Regions from separate parts of the Lactuca sativa genome. Here region 2 is linked to region 1. A link is a contact called in public Hi-C data. All regions are on one chromosome and are shown on one strand. Each heading gives the region's core, a stretch centred on a gene start, on an enhancer-like site or on the middle of the called end of the contact. The rest is flanking DNA. Distances are from core to core; before and after follow the strand shown.

Region 1 (3,450 bases), core at 627-3,126:
AAGGCCCTTTGGTATATCCCACACTCTCACAGTTTTATCCAGTGAAGATGATGCAATGTAATGATTGTTCATTGTGAAGTCAAAATCTGAAGTCAAACATGATCATAATTAACAACAATAATCAATATAAAGGATCATTTAGAAATAAAACAAGTATCATTAAAGAAAAGACTAAAGAGCAAATACCAGTTATTCCGACCTGTGACATCTTTTGAGTGACCAATTAACTTCTTCATAACTGAAGGTGGCTCAGAAACAGTACAAACTGACAAAGTTCCATCAGTTGCTCCAAATGCAAGTAAATCAGAGCTCATATTCCCAAACTTTATAACAGTAACTGGAGAAATATTATAAAAAATAAATCAATGTTACAATGATAAAACAAGGATTGGGGAGACAGATTGATCTTGGAAAATTAATTACCCATGGATTTGCATTCATCAAATATGCAATGCATTCCCACAAAAGAATATGCTGGTTCAGTTTTTCTACGTGAATGATCAGTTTCACTTAAATTTGATCTTATACTGTTTGTGCGACTCACTGTTTGGCTTTCACTTGGATCCTGTAATAATACAATTTAACACCTCAAAAGATATGGTATAATAATCAAAAGGTAAGTATAGATGATAGATGAAAATAAAGAAAGGAAGCATACCCTGCTAAAACTCCAGCTGTCTATGTCATGTGTAATGGAGGCTGGACCTGAAGATGGTGCCCATTGCCCACTGATGAATCAACCAGTAAATTAACCTGATGTCAGAATTATATCAAACCAAGATTCACATTACACTCTACATATAGTTGCACATTCATGATTAATGTACTACTTGAAGCTTGTGTCTCTGCATTGATCTAACCACATTAAATTCCTGAAAGAACTTGTGTAATTATGGATGTTTGCAAGTAATTCTGGCGTGTAAGTTCATTTGGTGAATCCAATAATGAGAATTTATGAAATTTGAAGCTGAAGCAAGTAGAACATCAAGTAAAAATGGCAATCACCTGGTTCCAGGACTACTCAGGTGGCTAGGTGACTGCAACTTCATTCGATTCTCCAATTTGGTAATAAAATTGCGATAACCAACATAGCCTTTGCCATTGCATCTCCAATCCTACAAACCACAATCATAACAGTTTATGTTGCTGCTTAAACATAATAGTTGCCGATTTGGGAACTCCATTTGTAAGTCCGAGTAAGGATGTTTCTCTCCATTCTCTAATGAGGTTTGATTTCAAGGCGCACTATGTCTTTTAAAACATATTCACTCGACAATTGCTATAGCAATTTACACACACTAATTTTCCGTCAATGTGTATCAATTACAATCAGGAGAAAAAAACTTCGATTTTAACTACATTTCAGTATAGAAAAAGTAAAATTGAGCAAAGTGTAATAGTACCTTTCGCTGAAGAACACCGGATCGAGCCTTGCGAGATAGTAGAAGACGGCGGGCCCCGATGTAATTAGGATCGGAGTTCGCGGAACATGGCTGAAGCATGCAGCTAAAGAATTCTGGATCTGCAGTAACATCCTCTTTTTCCTTCTGCTTTTTCTCTGGATCTTCATTGTCAGAAGAACATTTTTCCATCATCTGATTCATCGTTCTAAACTACTTCTGAAGAATCCTTCATTACAAAAAAAAAATCAACTTTTTCTCTGAATATCGATGAAAATTTCTAGGTTATGTAGATCGGTGATCAGGAATTTATAGGTTTATTAAATTTTAATTTACAAATCAAAGTGCATCTGCATCTGAATTCGAGTTTTTCAAGAACAAAATTGTTCAAGACTTCGCGTGAAAATTGAAAATGGTCGTACACCATGTGCATCTCTTCGAGCTCCGTTGACGTGAGCCGAGCCATCTGCGTGTCACCCTATATTTACATTTCAAGCCCCTCATATTCTAAATAAATGCATATAAGTACTTGTATTTAAAGTTTTGAAAACAAAATCTAGTTAGAGATGTTCACTGTTAAAATAAAGCCAAAGGGGTGTTCGGAGATGTTCATAGAAAAATATGGTTTTACAAAAATAATATAAACAACCATTGTAAAAATGAAAAGATTATATACCTAAAGACTTTGTTAAGTCTTCCATAAGTTTTCTTAGCAGCGTATCTCTAAGCTTTAATTTTCATACCGGAATACATATCCATTTAAAAATACTACGTAAGTTAATAGACTCGTGAACTATATGGGTTTTTAACTTGATATTACAGTTCAAAACATGCTTTCAAAATCATATTTGAAATACATTGGCAACTTTGTAAACACAAACAAGTCATAATATAAACATTGCAATAAACTACACATATGGGAACTCTATCTCCTCAAAAATATATAACTCACACATACGAGTTCTCATTACCTCAAATCATAACTCATGCATACGAGGATGTATTACCTCAAAACATAAATTATGTAGGTAACATGTGCATACATGAAATCTATACCCTAAAAACACAACTTTTGCATATATGGTGAATCTATACCCCTAAAACATTGTCTATGAGATCCATTGCCCGTCCCAGGGCTATAACGATATAGCCTGTCATCCAGTATATTGGCAAGTCACAGCCCAAACATAACTTTTCCAAAAAAAAAAAAAAAAAAAAAATTATTCCTTTTAAATTTACTTATTGATTGAATTCATTTCACAACACATGAAAATTTATGAACGCATTCATTTCACAACACATGAAAATTCATCACGAGTAACCAACTCCAAATCAATTAATTAAATCCCAAAACCGTGAAAACTCAACAAGAGTAACCAAATCCCAAACATATGATACTCATCACAGGTAATTGCTCATATCCAAAAACATATAACACATCAAATCCATATTTCAAATAACCAGTAAAGTCTTTCCTTTTTTAAAACTATTTCACATCAATTGACTCTTGTCGTGCTACTTTTCAAATCATTTCGATCACCAGTGTTCCCTCTTGTCGCTCGGATTTTCCATTTTGTTGAGAGGTGTACGAGCACGAACAACGAATGGAAATATCATTATTGTCACAAATATCATGAAAATAATGGCTGTCAAATTCTCTCCCATCATCACATTGAAAGGCCTTAATGTCACGATTGAACTGATTTCGAACATAGCCACGAAAATTGACAAACTTGGCAAAAACATTAGATTTACGCTTCAATGGATACACCCAAACATAGTGCGAAAAAATGGTCCAAAAAACAACATAATATTTTAAACCACTATCACTCATCAAAGGAGATGTCCAAACATCAGAATGAATAATATCAAAAGGAAAAGAAACATTAGAATCCGAAAGACTGAAAGGAAGTCGGACATGTTTGCCCGCTTGACAAGTGGGACAAAGATGAGGCAACTTGGTTTTATTACACTTGATAAAATTATGGAAACTAATTGTATAAAAACATTGTCACCGGGGTGATCTAAACGTTGATGCCAAACAGAAAAA
Region 2 (3,333 bases), core at 797-3,296, 130 kb before region 1:
TCATGATAACCAAATGACCCTTACAACTTTAAGAAAATAACTTTATTAACATAAAAATTAAAAGCTACACATTCAAAATGCACAAAAAAAATATTTAACAATGCTTAAAACCAAACTTAATAATTTATGAGAAAATTCGGCAAATGACCATAATGTAGGGTGAGTTTGAAGAAAATGACCACAAAAATGAACATTTCAGAAAATGACCACATGTTCTGCAGAGGGGGTTCTGCGGAACCATAAACATCTCTGCGGAATGTGAACACCTTTGCGGATCTTGGTTTTTTTCATTTTTTTTGTTTTTTTGTTTTCGTTTATTAATATTTTTTTAATCACATAAGGTACTATGTGATTATTATGTAAAAAAAAATTGTTTTCGTTTTTTATTTTTCTTATTTAATTACCCGTTTATAAAAGTTACGTGTTTAATAAAAATTATACAAATATACTATGTTTTTTATAAAATTACACACACCGGTACTCTGAATAATAAACATACTTTAAGTAGGTTACAAAACATACTTTAAAAACATAAACATATAACCTTCATAATAAACATACTTTGAAATAAACTTCATTAAAGACTCTGCGGATCCTCTACAGCTTTGCGGAATCTTTGTTTTTTGATTTTTGATTTTTGATTTTATTTTATTTTTATTTATTTATTTTTTTTGCGTTCATTTTTGTTTATTAATATAACTTTTTTTTAAATACACTAATACATTATGTGATTATTATGTAAAAAATTCTACAAAAAATGTTAAAAATAATGAAATGTTTTATGTAATACGTTTGCTTCTGAGGAACCGAAACATCTCTGCGGATATTGAGTTTTTTAATTTTTATTTTTTTCGTTTTTTTGTTTTTTCTATTTTTTGTTTTCGTTTATTAATATTAATTTTTTTAATACACTAATACCTTATGTTTATGTAAAAAATTGACAAAAAGAGGTTAAAAATAATGAACTTATGGTTAATATCAGTCCACAATACTGTTTGGGAATCTACAGAACTGTTATCAGCGGATTAGTGTACACATCTGCGAATCAGTGTACACATCTGAGGATCAGTATACACCTTTGCGGATCTGTGTACACCTCTGCGGATCAGTATACATCTTTGCGGATCAGTGTACACCTCTGCGGATCTGTATACACCTCTACGGATTAGTTATAAAAGTTATAGACGTATTTTAATGGGTTTTTGTGAGTTTGTGAGTTTCAATTACCAATAGAAATTGTTTTTTCATTGTGTTTGTGGAGAGTGATTTGTAAATACAAAATAGTAAAAATACATAGAAAACATACATCAATAGCAAACGTATTATATAAATCATTTCATTATTTTTAACTTTTTTGTCAATTTTTTTACATAATAATCACATAAGGTATTAGTGTATTTAAAAAAAAAATTAATATTAATAAATTAAAATGAACACAAAAAACAAAAAAAAGAAAAAAAAATTAAAAAAAATCAAAAAGCAAATATTTCACAGAGCTGTAGATGATCCACAGAGACTTTAATGAAGTTTATTTCAAAGTATGTTTATTATAAAGGTTGTATGTTTATGTTTTCTAAAGTATCTTTTTTAACCTACTTAAAGTATGTTTATTATTTAGAATACCAGTGTGTGTAATTTTATAAAAAACATAGAATATTTGTATAATTTTTATTAAACACACAATTTTATAAACGGGTAATTAAATAAGAAAGGAAAAACGAATTTTCTTTTATATAATAATCACATAATACCTTATGTGATTAAAAAAATATATTAATAAACGAAAAAAAAACAGAAAACGAAAAAAAAAAAAAATGAAAAAACCAAGATCCACAGAGGTGTTTACATTCGGCAGAGGTGTTTATGGTTCTGCAGAACCCCTCTGTGAAACCTATGGTCATTTCCTAAAATCTTTATTTTTACGGTCATTTTCTTCAAACTCTCCATATATTTTGGTCATTTGCCGAATTTACTCGTAATTTATTGGCTAATAATAATATTGTCCTTCTATTTTTTAGAATTCTACATAAACACCACTACCTAACACCTAAAGTGAGAAAGAATAAAAGAAAAGAATCTGCAAAGCTCCGTTAGGCTTCCCAGTTCCCAGTTCCCCGAAGCCTTTGCTTGTTTTATTCCCTGCTTTGCATCAAAATTCACCCGACTCCAAACTCACTTCAGTTCCCCCATAGCTGTTCTTCAACCGTCCTTTTCTCTCTAATCTTTCTATTCACTCGAAAGAATCGTTAAACAAACGTGGCAATCCCGCTGGATCAACAATGTAAGTCATTATCCTCTTTAATTTGTTGGGTTTTGTTGCAAATGTTTAGGGTTTATTTCCCACATGTTTTCTTCCGTCGATTTTCAGCTGTGTTGTCTGTATACGATGAACGGGTGATTGTTATCCTAAATGCATGTGATTCTATCGATCATATAATTATAATCCCCCCTTTTTGTAACAGTCAATGGACGTCGAAGACCGGATGAACACGCATTATAGCACAAGCTTTAAACCCTCTGGTACTCTTTTTCTTCTCACTATGTATATGTAGACATAAATGTTTATGTATTCAATTTGTTATTTTTTTGGGATGATCACGCAATTGACCTGCTCGATTTTGTCAATTTTGCAAATGATTTCGGTATATCCCTTCTAAATGTTGTCTAGATGCAAAATTTTCTCACTTTCCTTGGTTTGTGTTTTGTATGTTTGTTTCAGAAATAATCAAGGGACAAATGAGCAATGGTGAAGAAATCATATCTCCAAACCCACTGTACACTAAGCGCACATTTGATGCAAAGAAGCAAAAGAAAACCATTGATTATAATGATCCATTTGATGTTAGAAACTTTGTGGCAAGCTTTGATTCACCTAAATATGGGTCTGTTACAAAAGACATAGAAAATATTCTTTCACTAAGAAAACAGACGTTGATGCCTTGTTTTAGAAGGTATCCTTCACTTGGGGCTGATTTAATGGACACATACCCTGTGAAGGAGGCTCCATTTCCAAATCCTGTGAAGGAGGTTTCAGTTGCAAATCATGTGAGGGATGTGGTTATGTTTGATGATGCCATGGGCATGGGTCATGATACAAATGCACCTGATTCTGTTGTCATCATAGGATCAGATGATGATGAACCCACATCCGCAAGGCCTTTTCAACCTTACAGAGACATAGTCTTGAATAAGCCTGAAGGCCAGTTTTCAATGAAACAATTTCTGGTAAGCTGCCTTGAATCTTTTTGGGATTCCAGTGAAGATTTCTGGTTTGAATTAATACGTGTTGTATAAATATGATGTTTTGGTTTTATCTCCATGTAGGAGGGAGAT

What was found. Hi-C and Micro-C count contacts between places; a contact is called where the count stands out from the background.
Region 2: a contact with region 1 is called in a Hi-C map of leaf, with 5 times the contacts expected there. The contact joins the promoter of LOC111918195 here to the promoter of LOC111918259 in region 1. A contact is called at or near these places in 3 of 4 Hi-C or Micro-C datasets (bud and leaf).

The regions. Positions count from the first base shown.
Region 1 is chr9:197,583,922-197,587,371 of Lsat_Salinas_v11, reverse strand. LOC111918259 reads right to left here and starts at 1,876. Exons shown (of 13, transcript XM_023913950.2): 1 at 1,737-1,876; 2 at 1,404-1,629; 3 at 1,006-1,115; 4 at 659-728; 5 at 424-565; 6 at 200-337; 7 at 1-86. The coding sequence starts at 1,604.
Region 2 is chr9:197,718,445-197,721,777 of Lsat_Salinas_v11, reverse strand. LOC111918195 (protein CHROMATIN REMODELING 35) reads left to right here and starts at 2,046. Exons shown (of 7, transcript XM_042898007.2): 1 at 2,046-2,281; 2 at 2,369-2,520; 3 at 2,720-3,225; 4 at 3,325-3,333. The coding sequence starts at 2,466.